2 separate regions of the Anser cygnoides genome follow, and region 1 is linked to region 2. Evidence: chromatin contacts called from public Hi-C data. All regions are on one chromosome and are shown on one strand. The core of a region is the stretch at or near the end of the contact, and the rest is flanking DNA. Distances in the headings are between cores, read along the strand shown.

Region 1 (6,084 bases), core at 2,354-4,853, 190 kb before region 2:
ATCCACTTCATCTTCAGCCTTAGTTACCTCCTGGTAACTAATGGGAACGGGATGGTGACCTGCTTTTGGGTCGCCTTTGGGTTGCTGTTCTTCTTTGTGATGCTCTCTCCTGCGGAATGTGGCCCGGGCAGCTCTTGGCCCTCAACCAGCAGCACGGCTGGAGCAGGAGATCTGGATGTGCTAGTAAACATTTTGTAGATGGAAAATAAATCCATCCATCTCTGTAAGAAATGCTGCCCCCAAGAGAAATTTCTGATCATAGGCAAGGCTAAGTGCACAGGCACCAGCGAATTCACCACCAGCATTGATTATTTCATTATAAATTGCTCACTTGCTTTTTTACGTTTGCTTCTGTGCAGAAATGAAACACCAGCTACTGAAAATAACAACTGATACACAACCAAAAACCTGACTCGCACATGAAAACACTGGATCTTCCAGAGGGGCTTTCCCGCTGTTTAAGCTCCTTTGAACTTTAAAGTACGAGCTCCATCAAGATTATAGAAACGTGCTGCCTTAGCTGCTGGATTTTTCACTGTGCCAAATGGGAGCCAACTGCTCAGAGGCTGATGGAGAAGACCAATCTCCGTATTAACAAACAGCCCTGAACCAATGTTGTTGATTGATGTCAGAGACGAGGATGTAGATGGAGAAATAAGGGGCTTTCCAAACTGTAAAATGGGGAAAAGAAACCAGTTAGCTACCTCAGGCTGCTCTGATATATGCACGGCAGACATGTTAGGATACTCAGCAGTGGCCCCTCAGTGACACCGAACTCACTGGTGGCCTCCTCTCTGTTCTGGAGTGGTTGTTTAGTGAAAAATAAAAAGGATTGTTTACCGAGAGTCTTTTGCACAAAGCTCATGGCCCCGTACCTACATGGAAATAACCGCTCTTCGGACACCTCTAGAAAGGGTTTTCCTTCATGGGGCTGGAAAGGGACTGGGGAAAGGCTGGTGGACACTGAGTGTGGAACACGAGAGTGGGGAATGAAGGGCAAAGAAGAGAAGGCATGTTGGTCCTTGACCCTGAGTTAAGGCGGTCTGGGCAGCTCTGCTGCCTTTGTATCTCTTACCTGATGGCTTCAGCAGTGTATGGGGGCCAGCAGAAGACGTCCAGGGCCATGATGTGAGGCCCAGGAGCAGGGCACAGGGCCGATCCTGGAAGAGCTGCTGAGCTTTGCGGCTTTCCACAAGGGTGGTGTGACCTTCTTCGCCCTTGTGGAGTGACTAGAGAGAAAGAATATATTTCACTTTCTCTCAATATCAGAATAGACTAGCTGGTTTCTTGGGGTCTTCTCTGGGAAGGGGGAGGTTTCTCTAGGAAGCCAAAATTTGGCCCATTAACATTTTTTATTTTCCTAAACCCTGAGCTGAAGATAACTGGAGAAAAAAAAAAAAAAAAGAAAAAAAAAAAAGGTTGTGTAGTGGTGTGTGACTAACTGCAATCTTGCACTGAAGCCAAACCAGGCAACTCTAATGGCACAGACGAGAAGCTGCCACCTAGGTAGGAAATTTTTCTATTTGCTTCCCATGGCCTCCTGCCCATGCTGAGCCCTGTGCAATTGCTGACAGCACATCTGCTACGGGGCTGGATTTACACCGCCTCATTCTCTGTTTATAGGGGTGATTCATCTTTGGAAACATTGGCTACTGGATGCAGTTAGAGGGATATTGCCCGCGATGGTGCGCTCCATCGTTCATTCTAACCTTTGATTTTCTGGGTGACATCGAATGATGGCAGCGTTTTTTATGATCACCTGCATTTGTACAGGCAAGTACAAGACTGTGCAGGTAGGTGGGAAAGACTCTGTGTTTCACTCTGTAGAGAGGAGGAAAACAACTCCTTGGAAAAAGAAAATAAGAGGGAAAAAAAGGCACAGTCGAGAAAAACCATCATCATTTTGCACAGACACTGGTATAACCTCATGTTCCCCACAAAACATATTTCCCTCAGTTCAATTTCCACGTATCAGGTTTTGCCTGTGAATACTCATGAGGCACAAATCAGACCCTTTAATCCATGATTAGTATGTTGCCCCACGCTCAGCGGTTGCATCATGATTTGCTGTTATTGTTGAATGGATGCTGTGCTATTTAATTGTTTTTTGCTTAGTGATCTGTTTGCTCTGTTAATATTTAATTCTCTTTTTCCATCCTCCTTTCTACCCCCAAAAGGCCTAAAGAATAGAAAACGTCTTTCATTTTCTCAGGCTTCATGTGCTATTGTAAGAAAATACCTATTCATAATCTGCTGTACGTGATAATGATGACATACAGTCATAAAGCTGGAATTTTTAAGTGCTTGCCACTGCTGCTTTATAGCTGAGAGAAAAAAAAAAATTGACCTGATTTGAAGTAAAGCAGGTTAGTGTGCTTTATTTGCCTTTTCCAATGGTTCGGATAATGAACAAATTGTCATCTTTACATATCCTCTGCCAGACTCGGAGCTGAGTGCTGCATGCAAGCCTGAATGACAGTAAACAACGCGCTGCCTGGTGCTTTGCACGCCACGCAGAGGTGAATTCATGAGAACAAATTAGACCTTTGATTGATCCTTTAAACAAAAAGAAAGGAAAACAGTAACAGTAATTTATACGAGCTCTAGCTGCATTGCATTTTTTATAGTGATCAATATTCTGGGCATTGTAAACAGCAGCTTTACATAATAAATAGCTGCATTATGCAATGCTAGTTAAATTTAGAAATGGTTATTTTATTACCTTCAGCAGACATAAAAGAGAGAGTGATAGAGCCGGAGCCCAGGGCTGCTGGTGTCTGAGGACGCGGGGACCAGCTGGGGCTGGCAGGAGGTGAGCGCAGCCCCGGGGGGCTGCGGGGGGCCTGGGGGCTCTCGCACCGCCCGCGGGGTGGCCCCCGCGCCGAAACGCGGCGCGCTCGGCAGCCAAGCATCTCCGCACAATAAAGGGGAAGATTTATGATGAACGAACGAAATGTGCTACTTTTGTTCTCCCTGGTGTCCCTATAAAGCTTTTGTTTGACAGGCTGGTTGGGCTCTGGTTCGCTACAGGCTCTGCTGTGCTGCTACCGGCTGCTCTGAGACCGGTTGTGTGCGGGCTGGAGATCAATTATCTTCCTGCTAGGAATAAACAGGGTTTTCCTCTTTCCTCTCTAGTAGCGTTTGCTATTATCCTGGAGAAGAGGATCCCTTTCTTTTCCTTCCCAGCCACACACACAGATGGGTTGCTGAAGGGTGGGGACGGGAGAATTCAGATTTGTGGCATTCATCTTAATAGCCCGCTCCTCTTGCAGCCTGCTGCTGCTAACTTAGCGTTCAGTGCGCTGCCCATTTACAATAGGCTGGAAGGATGAGCTCTTTTGTTATAAACAATTATGAGACATCTCAATCCAATAAACGCATTGAAATGAGAGCCTCTGAAAATGTGAGTTTGGAAAAATACAGCTGGAGAAGGAAAGTCGCATTGTGAAATCTTCGGCTGAGCACCACGCTGTTGGTTGGCTGTTTCATAACACGCAGGGAGCTCTGATGTGGGAAACAACGGGACTCTAATTAGGACATCAGGGCTGTGATGTTGCTCTGCTCACAGCGGTTGGCACCCATTTACCTGGAGGCTGAGGCGCTCTCGGGAAGGCTGGAGCCAACCCGCTGGTGGAATTTGTGGGTAGGAGTTCGTACGGCACTGAGGCTACAGGGCTCCGAGTTAAAGGTTAATCCAAAGCAGCATCAAACTGAAGTTAAATGCAGATCTAGGTCATCACTTTACAAGGACAACCGTTGGGTTTTTAATGGACTGAACCAAAATCCTGATTCAGAGGAGAACCAAAATCCTGATTTGGAAGAGAGTCCAGCTTTTCAAGAATGTCGATTGGGATCGATACTGGGAATATCTCTAATATTTACACGGATTTGCTTTTTCTCAACTACAGGTCACACTTAGTACAAACAAGAGTCTTGCCCAGCATCTGTTGTGCCCATGAATTTTCAAGCTATTGAGCAGCACATAGTGGCTCCAGAGAAATCATTAAAGATTATTTAGCTGAGCTGCTCTGAGAGGTGAAGAGTTAAAGCTAAATCCCATTTGAAAGTAAACTTTGGAAAAGCAGTGAATTTTCTCAAAGGCTGACTGCTCTTGATTTACAAGGAGTTCTGATCCCAGTCCTGATTTCAATTAAAGAGAAATCCTCAGGCATTTCTGCAGTTTGGCGTCGTTCTTTATTCCACATTGTTATATATTGAGCAATAAACAAAACAAACAAAGACTGTATTCTGCAATGAACTACATACGTCCTGTGCAATCTTGGCAAAATCAATAGGTCAGAGTCTGGCCTTGGATCGTCTCAGATCCGCTGTCAATAATCCCTCCTGCTGCAGTGGAATTTACATCAGTGTAAGTAAAAGCGGAATACTGAGACACAAACCTATCCGTATGTTCACCTAAATGAGAGAGAGGGAGCAAAACACCATAGACTCCACTCCTCTGTACAGAAGGAAGAATAAATAAATAGGTAGCTGGCATTGTAAACTGATTTAACTGCCAGGCCTCCAAAAACCATGACAGTATGTCTCCAAGAAAGCACATTAAGCCAAGCTGTGGGATCTTTGCTCTCTACTCGTTGTGCCTCTAGGTCCTGGTTCCCCACCTGGGTCTGCAGCTCCTGGGGCTGTGCAGTGGAGGCTGAGCTTGCAGGCAGCAAGCACCGCGTCTTTAAATGGCAGGGATGCGGTGCTGCCTCGGGAGAGAAAGGAGGCAGGGGCAGGGGTAAAAGCAGCTCAGCCACGGCTCTGATTTCCCCACGGGAACTTGGTGACACAGCAAGGGGACGGGTGGGCTCAGTGTCCCCACTGCCAGCCTGTCCTTCTGCCCGAGGATGGCATCTGAGCCTCAAGCCCCTGCTTAGCACTTTCCCGGAGCGATGAAATATTCAGATGGCAGACATTTTAATGCCTCCCTCTATTTCTGTTATAGCCGAGTCTTGTTTTTAAATAGATCAGATTCTCATCCCCATTCAAGGCAGCATAATTCAGGAGGTAATCCAGACAAAGTCACCTGGCTCTACTGAAGCCCATAGAAAAGCGTTTGTAGGAGATTGCAATCACAGAAAATGCTCATGGCACTGGGTGAGTGAAACCGTGCTCCAGAGCCATAAATATCATAACCTGCCTTTGACGTGGGCCCTTCAGATCTCCCACCCTTTGTTGCAGCCTGGCCGGAGCTTGCCCAGCGAGCGCATGAGGCTCCGTGCGCCCTTTCATCCTCCCCACACGCTTCTTCCTAAGTCTTCATTTGTATGCACACGCTTTGTAATCACTCATCCTGGCCATAAAACCTACAGGATTTTAAATTGAACTGAAGTCCCGAATGCTTTAAAAGAATTTATGTTGCATAATTGTACTGGTTTGCCTGAAAACAAACAATGATGTATGGCTAAAATACTCTCTCGGGGAGATGACTCAGATCTTTCCTTGTGGCTCAGACCTTGCTTGGCTGCTGATGGTGCAACTTGTAATCTCTCCTCTAGATGCACGCTGAGGGAAGACAAACAAAAGAGTAATGTGCAGAGCAGAGGGCATAGATGAGAAAACACGAGTTATTTGGAGCTTTTGGAGACACTCAATGCTTTCATTCGTTCTGAATCAAGGCAACTTTGGAGATTATGGAAAAGAAAACCAGACCCCGTCGGCATTATGCAGCAACCTACCCTAGCAGCTGTGTGCCTGGTGAAATCCCTTGTGCCTGGGCATCCATCACCAAGGGCATTGCAGGCGAGCCCGGGCACCCGGGCTGCTCCGTCTGTGCCATGGGTGTGCGATGTTTGTGCCATGTCACCAGCTGGTGTGGGGTTTGCTGTCACTGTTGTCACTTCAAACATCTTCCCATACTTTGTTTTCTGTAATCATGGTTTTACACCACACCTAACAAAACACTTTAGCCACTGCATGAAAGGTTTAACCTGTTGTTAAAAAGAGACAGCCACCTCCTCCCCTTCCTCCAGTTTGACACTGGCAGAGAGAGAGCCCTCACAAGTCCCAAGATCGTCATCTGACTCTTGGTAGTTAATTTTTCAACCAAGGTTCAAAAAGATCTATGAACGCTTTACTCTG
Region 2 (6,068 bases), core at 2,844-5,343:
GAAAGTCATCTTAATGTATTTCCATTCCATAAGGGTCTCAGCACCCACTGAAGAAATATAACGCCTCTCTCCTTGGAGTCAGGAAGCTGAAAGTGTCCTTGGCTCAGTGTATCTGGCCCTAGATCACCAGTTACCAACTCGTGGCTTGGATTCAAGCTTCATCTAGCTGCCCTGAGCAGTGATTATGTGCATATATGTATTACTTTGACTGCCTTCTTAGCAGTCCTGTATTGGTGATTGCTTTTTCAGATACATGATACCTGGAAATATGCTGGATTTTCCTGATAATACATTAAAATAAATTTGCCTGTAAAAGTAGCAGCAAAGTTTCCATTCCAAGCTGATAGCTATCACATAATGTAGGCCAGAGTTTACATCTGGGGTAGGCCAGCCAACTGCTATTTAAATCTGAAAATGTATGACAATTTATATCAGTTGAGAATCAGACCAGCTGTTTCTAATGGGGTTTCATTTGAAGCAATTACAAAATGTAAAGTTGGAAACCCTATCATCTTGTTAGTTTTCCAAGGCCTATTATCTAGTCTGCATATTGCTTCTAGAGAAGTGGGGGTCTTCTCCAATTACTCATTCTTAATTTATATGCCAGACTCTGAGCTTCTGTCTCCACACAGCTATCCATGACTTCATGCGACACAAACAGAAGTTGCTGCATCACCTAGCGGCTAAAGGAAAGCGTTCGGAGGAGCAAGGACAGGCTGCGCCTCCCAGCCCTTCAGTCTTCCACATTTTCAACATGCAGAATTAAGTGTCTTATTTTAAGAATAAAAATTCTGCATATTTTATTTAGAGAACTAGTGCTTAAAAGTGTGTGGCATGTAAATATATGACACCACCTCCAAATAGGAACTACCTTCATCAGATCATTGGCAGAACCGCAATTAAAAGGCTTCCCCTCTCAATCCACGGGCATGGCTTAAGTCACTGGAATCAAAACAAATTTCTTCTCTCAAGTTGAACCCACATACTACTAAATCTCACATCCTATTTACCTACCCCACAAAACTTGTGTGACTTCACTGCATATGAATCACACTCGAATCTGCAGTTTACATCAAGTTCCTTGAGTAGGAGTCTCTACAGAAGTGGGATGCAGCATTATTTTGAATGCAGACAAAGGAGTCTTTTTCCTGAGACGGAAGGTCTGAACAGATCGTTACAGCACAGATACAGAGAGAACTTGCCATACCACAGCTGAGTATGTCTATTAAATAAGAAGCTGAATTTCATATTATTCACAGGGCTAGGAATTTTCTCTCAGTGATTTGTAATGGGGAAAAATGATACACCAAAACCAGATTTTGCAAGACTGAAAGCTTGCCACAGGATGTACTTTCCTGTTTCTTCTCTGCGTTTAGTATTTTGTGGAAGCCATAAAACAGGGCGTATCATGGGATACGCCATGAAGCAAAAATATCTAATCCCTGCAGCTGAATGGAGGCAAGAGACACCCAAGATACAATTTCCATAACATGTGCCCAGTTGTAACGTTAGACTGGTCTTAAACAAAAGGTTAAGTATTTCTACACTACACTGCTCTTCAGAACAACACTCGAAGACTTTCAATTTTTATTCCAGTTCAGGACAGAAACACATCAGAATTTTCTCTGGGTAATGATTTCTAGTGTTTCAAAGCTCAACAATAAATATTTATTTCTACATCACTAGCTTTTTCTATATTAAATATATTTTCAAGTGCCACATTTTAAGACTTACAGGACAAGCATTTGAAATTTGTAGACAATTACACCCTTTCATTATCTTCATTTTAACAGGAACGTAGAACACTATTACCAAATACAAAGTGATGAACGTTCCTCCTACGTCAAGAGTTATAAACTACCTAATTCAGGCAGTTGGGTTGGTTTCTTGTCAATATTTTTCTCCCTCAAACTGATAGGGAAAGGAAAAAAAAACCACTAAGAACTGCATATCTTTGAACAAAATGAAAATCCTTCCTTAGGCCGCTGCATAAAATCCTAAGTACCAAAAATGCTGCCAAGTTTTATATACACTCACAGGTTGTTAATACTTGTGGTATTTTCAAACGTGACACCTGGAGCTTCATGGCACACATCAGACTTCCACAGCCTCCTAGGAAAGCTGCCTGCACAGTGAGGTCTTTGTCAGATGCTCCATCTGATTCATGTTCTCAACGACATGTGCTTATATCACTGTTACGCCGGTTAATAACCTGACCCTGAAAACTGGAAATATACCACAAATCACCATCATGGAAAGTTTACGTCTCAACTTCCCGACTGGATTCAAAGTTCAAATGATAAACTCATCAGTGGGTGTGCTGCTTTCTGGCTAGTGGAAAATCTGTTACTAGCAGGGAACTATTAATCTTCCAAAAAGAACTGCAGTGCCTTACTTCAGATGATAGCTTTGTGGTGGGGAAAGCAAGAAAAATGGCACGGCAATTGTTGCTGACCCTTGCCGTTAAAATGCCATTTACCAACTCTTCAAACCAGGGACTCTCATCCAGGGGGCAGCTTGCCAACAAGATCAAAGTCAGCAGGAGCTTTGCCCGAGAAAGTATTAAGATGTGCCCAAATAAGGCAGTTACCCAGAATGCAAATATTTCTTCCTTATTCAGCATGTGGAATTCCCATTGATGGAAATGAAAGCACCATGTGTGCAGAAAATGCAAAAGATGTCTACAGCATGGATCAAGGGAAAGAATTTTGCCTGTAGTGTTATGAAATCTTAATCATTTATACAGTTCAAGGACCTCAGGCTGTGGCATAAAAAAAAATTTACACATTCTGTGTGAGAAACACACAATCCACCATTTCAAAGCCTTCTGGATTGGAATAGGGTTGTTTTTCGATTGCCAAGCTGAAGAAGCGAAGAAATGCAATTGGTTTTGCATGGAAACAGAGACTGAAGTTTATCAACTAAAGCTAGGATAATTTTTATACTGGAAGAAAAATATCAGGATATCTTTAAATGAACATAACTTGGTCTTACCTCTGAGATGTAGCATTTCTACCATTAACGTAGACCGTTAAATTGACTTTAGCACCATGCTTATATCCCAAACAAGAGTATGGCACCTATCTCTGCACCAACAGTCCTGCTGGAGGACAGACGTGTTACTTTAGTTAATCATACTGATATGGAAATCGGAATTTGCTCCTTTGTGGGCAACTTCCAGAATTAGACTACTTACAAGCAACGTAAGGCTTGAATCGAGTCAAAGATACATCATTCATTGCAAATGATTTTACTTGCAAGCTTCCCAGAGCTGGGCAAATACATCTGGACTTAAATACATCTGTAACTGAGCGATGGAGATGTGAATCATTGTTCTTCTGATTGTTAATATTTTTGAAAGTGTTTGCAAGTGCCTCAAGTTGTATGTTGTTTACTGGTTGTCATTCACCATTTACTATTCCCTGTCAAAATGTTTCAGTCATTAAGTCGGAGAGCAGAAAATATACCACATGCCTAATCACACACTGTGAATAATAGAAGTAGACAATTTGTGAATGGTTTGTGCACAAACCCTGAACCGGAACAGAATTCATGCAGACTATTTAACAGGCATCTGAATAACACATCTCTTTCCAGAGCACAGCAATGATTTGCAGGTTGCCTCTCAATTAAGAAGAAAATAGTTAAATTCATTGAGCTTTGTGTTTTGAGAAGCACTGTTAGTATAGTCCTAATATTTTGTCTCTGTTTCTCCTTTCAAAATGGCCATAAGGAGACTACTCCAATTTACTTTTTCTTTCCTGACAAAAATAACCTTTGTTAGGACTTCGAGTTGAAAACGCTTATCGGGAACATATGTCAAAATACATTACAAGGGAATATTGATCGTCTCAGAACTAAGAATCCTAAGTCCAGGAAATGCAAAGAAAAAGTTAAATATTACAAGAAATCCAAGCATGTAAAGATAAGGAAGAGTTCAGTGGGTTCAGCTTTAATTCTGCCCACCATACCTTTTTTTTTTTAAGCATTCTGGGAACTGACTGAAAAGTGTTCAATATGCACTATGCAAAGTGGCTTTCCAGCTTGATCTCTCTCAGGGAGTTCGTGCAGAGCTCTGGCTCCTCTCTTACTGAACTAGCATGCAACCATTTTGTAGCAAATACATGACTGTCCAGTCCTGATTCCTCTTACACAGCCATACAACCAAGCTGAAAATTTTTATAAGCCTTCCTACCACTAAGTCTGAATATTCATAGACAGCCGCCCAAAATAATATAAATGCCTCTGAAGCACTTACAAGTGGAATTGCTTTTAGTATTATCAGCCACATAGCTCACAAATGGAGTAGATTACCCCAGAGTCCTGGGGTGTGCTCATTACTCAGTTTTCCCATTTGTTTAAAGATTGATATTCTCATGGTATCTCTTTGGACTAACATCAGTGCATCCGATGGCAAAACACAGCATTAGACCTTTATAGTGTGCGTGCTACAACATAAATCTGCATTGCCCACATCTGTTCTCAGTACAGAGCACCCTTTCCCCAAAGCCGGAGTTTTACAGCTGATCAGATTACATTTTCCATGTTCTGCTCACGGTGCTCATTCTAGATGGAATTTGTTTCTATGCAGAAGATGAGCACGAGGCCTGTGTGCTATTTAAGCCGCAATTAAGCCCTCAGAAATAGGTCTTAAGTGATGCATAGGCTGCTGTCAGCTCTCTAAATTTCACCCTATGTAATTTCTTCCATCACCCACTCACATTATGTTATTGTCTATGGCTTCAGAAAATTACTACTAGTGCATTCATAACTTCCATTCAACAAAGAGGCTCAATGATTGTTTTCTTTAACGCCCTCTGAGCTTCCCATATTGGCTGTTGTGCTTTTACAAGTACATTTCCCCAGTATGAAATTTCTCTTCCATCTTATATTGGAAGCAGTATAATTTAGAGTTCACTCTGGAACATCTCATCAGGGAAAAGGAACTGGGTATGCACCAGTTCCATTCCTAACATTATACTGACCTCTAGAGTAAGAAGTGCCGCACACCTGACAAATCGGCTGACTGCCTATGAGAAGCAGAAAGGCAGATGAGGACTACCACGAGCTGCCTGCCCTCAGGAAGGGTGCCAAGAACAAGGCTCTGGGGGAGCACAACCCCAAAGGCTGAGCTGGACCTGGGCAACAAATAGGGTGCAATAAGGATCTGGCCATACCACGGCCTCTGTGAGCAGTTCCAAGAGTCTCAAAATAACTCTACACAACACCTTGTGTCTTACTTTTCAATTCACATCCTGAAGACTAGAAGATATAAGATTCAGATAGCTGAATGGATTAGCAATACTTCACACAGAATCTGATATTTACTCTCATTTTCACTTTTCAAAGTAACCTGGAGGTTGCAATATTTTAAAATCTGAGCTACACATCCTCTGTTGCAAGCAGTCATGGGGCAATATACAACATTTTATGCTCAGAGTTTTCTTTGATTTCTGTTTCCTGTTTTCCTTTGTCTGAGCTAACTGACATTAACAAAATATTAGTCAAAATACTTCCTAAACATGAGCATGATTTTTGTGAAAACTTCAGGGTTTCAAAGGCATATCCCCAAGAGACTCAGCATGAAGATATGCTTAATTATTGTTGCCTAGATTCCCCCAGGAAGCCACTAAGGCCTCTTATTGGTAAGTTACTAAAATACATTCTCGGAATAAGAACATAAGAAAACTGCTTTACACCATGTTGGCCAGACTGTTTGTTACGTGTAGCTGAGAAATAAGACTAATAAGAACATGATACTAAGGATCAGAGAACCCACTAAGAGATGCACTCACTGCTCCCACTCAGAGCCTGGGCAGCCTGCAATAGCAATCCAGACAACCCTCATCAGTTCCAAGAGCTACCCACAGAATTAGCAAGCTGAGTTACATTGCCAGCCAAGTACTTCAAATTTTCATTTAACACCTCAAGTACAAAGTTCCCCGGGCCCTGCAAACAGAGACATTTGGGGGTGATGACAGTTTTGTGCTTCACATTGTGATTGCCTTTAACAACATACGGCAGCTCATCATTTTCAACAAGGTTCGTTCTTTCTTCCTAAGTACATC

What was found. Hi-C and Micro-C count contacts between places; a contact is called where the count stands out from the background.
Region 1: a Hi-C map of fetal liver shows a contact between it and region 2, with 2.4 times the contacts expected there. The contact joins two enhancer-like sites. A contact is called at or near these places in 5 of 7 Hi-C or Micro-C datasets (fetal liver, granulosa cells and liver).

Annotation. Positions count from the first base shown.
Region 1 is chr9:19,971,075-19,977,158 of Taihu_goose_T2T_genome, reverse strand. LOC106032018 (a long non-coding RNA gene) reads right to left here. Exons shown (of 7, transcript XR_010833495.1): 7 at 2,297-6,084. Among named protein-coding and RNA genes, the nearest start is that of TBL1XR1, 38 kb to the left of the region's middle. Within about 2 kb of position 3,603, at least 1 of the 3 cell types and tissues checked has open chromatin away from gene starts, as enhancers often do. A contact at or near this core is called in fetal liver, where this site is marked.
Region 2 is chr9:19,784,561-19,790,628 of Taihu_goose_T2T_genome, reverse strand. All of the region lies in intron 1 of LOC106032018 (a long non-coding RNA gene), which reads right to left. Among named protein-coding and RNA genes, the nearest start is that of KCNMB2, 22 kb to the right of the region's middle. Within about 2 kb of position 4,093, at least 1 of the 3 cell types and tissues checked has open chromatin away from gene starts, as enhancers often do. A contact at or near this core is called in fetal liver, where this site is marked.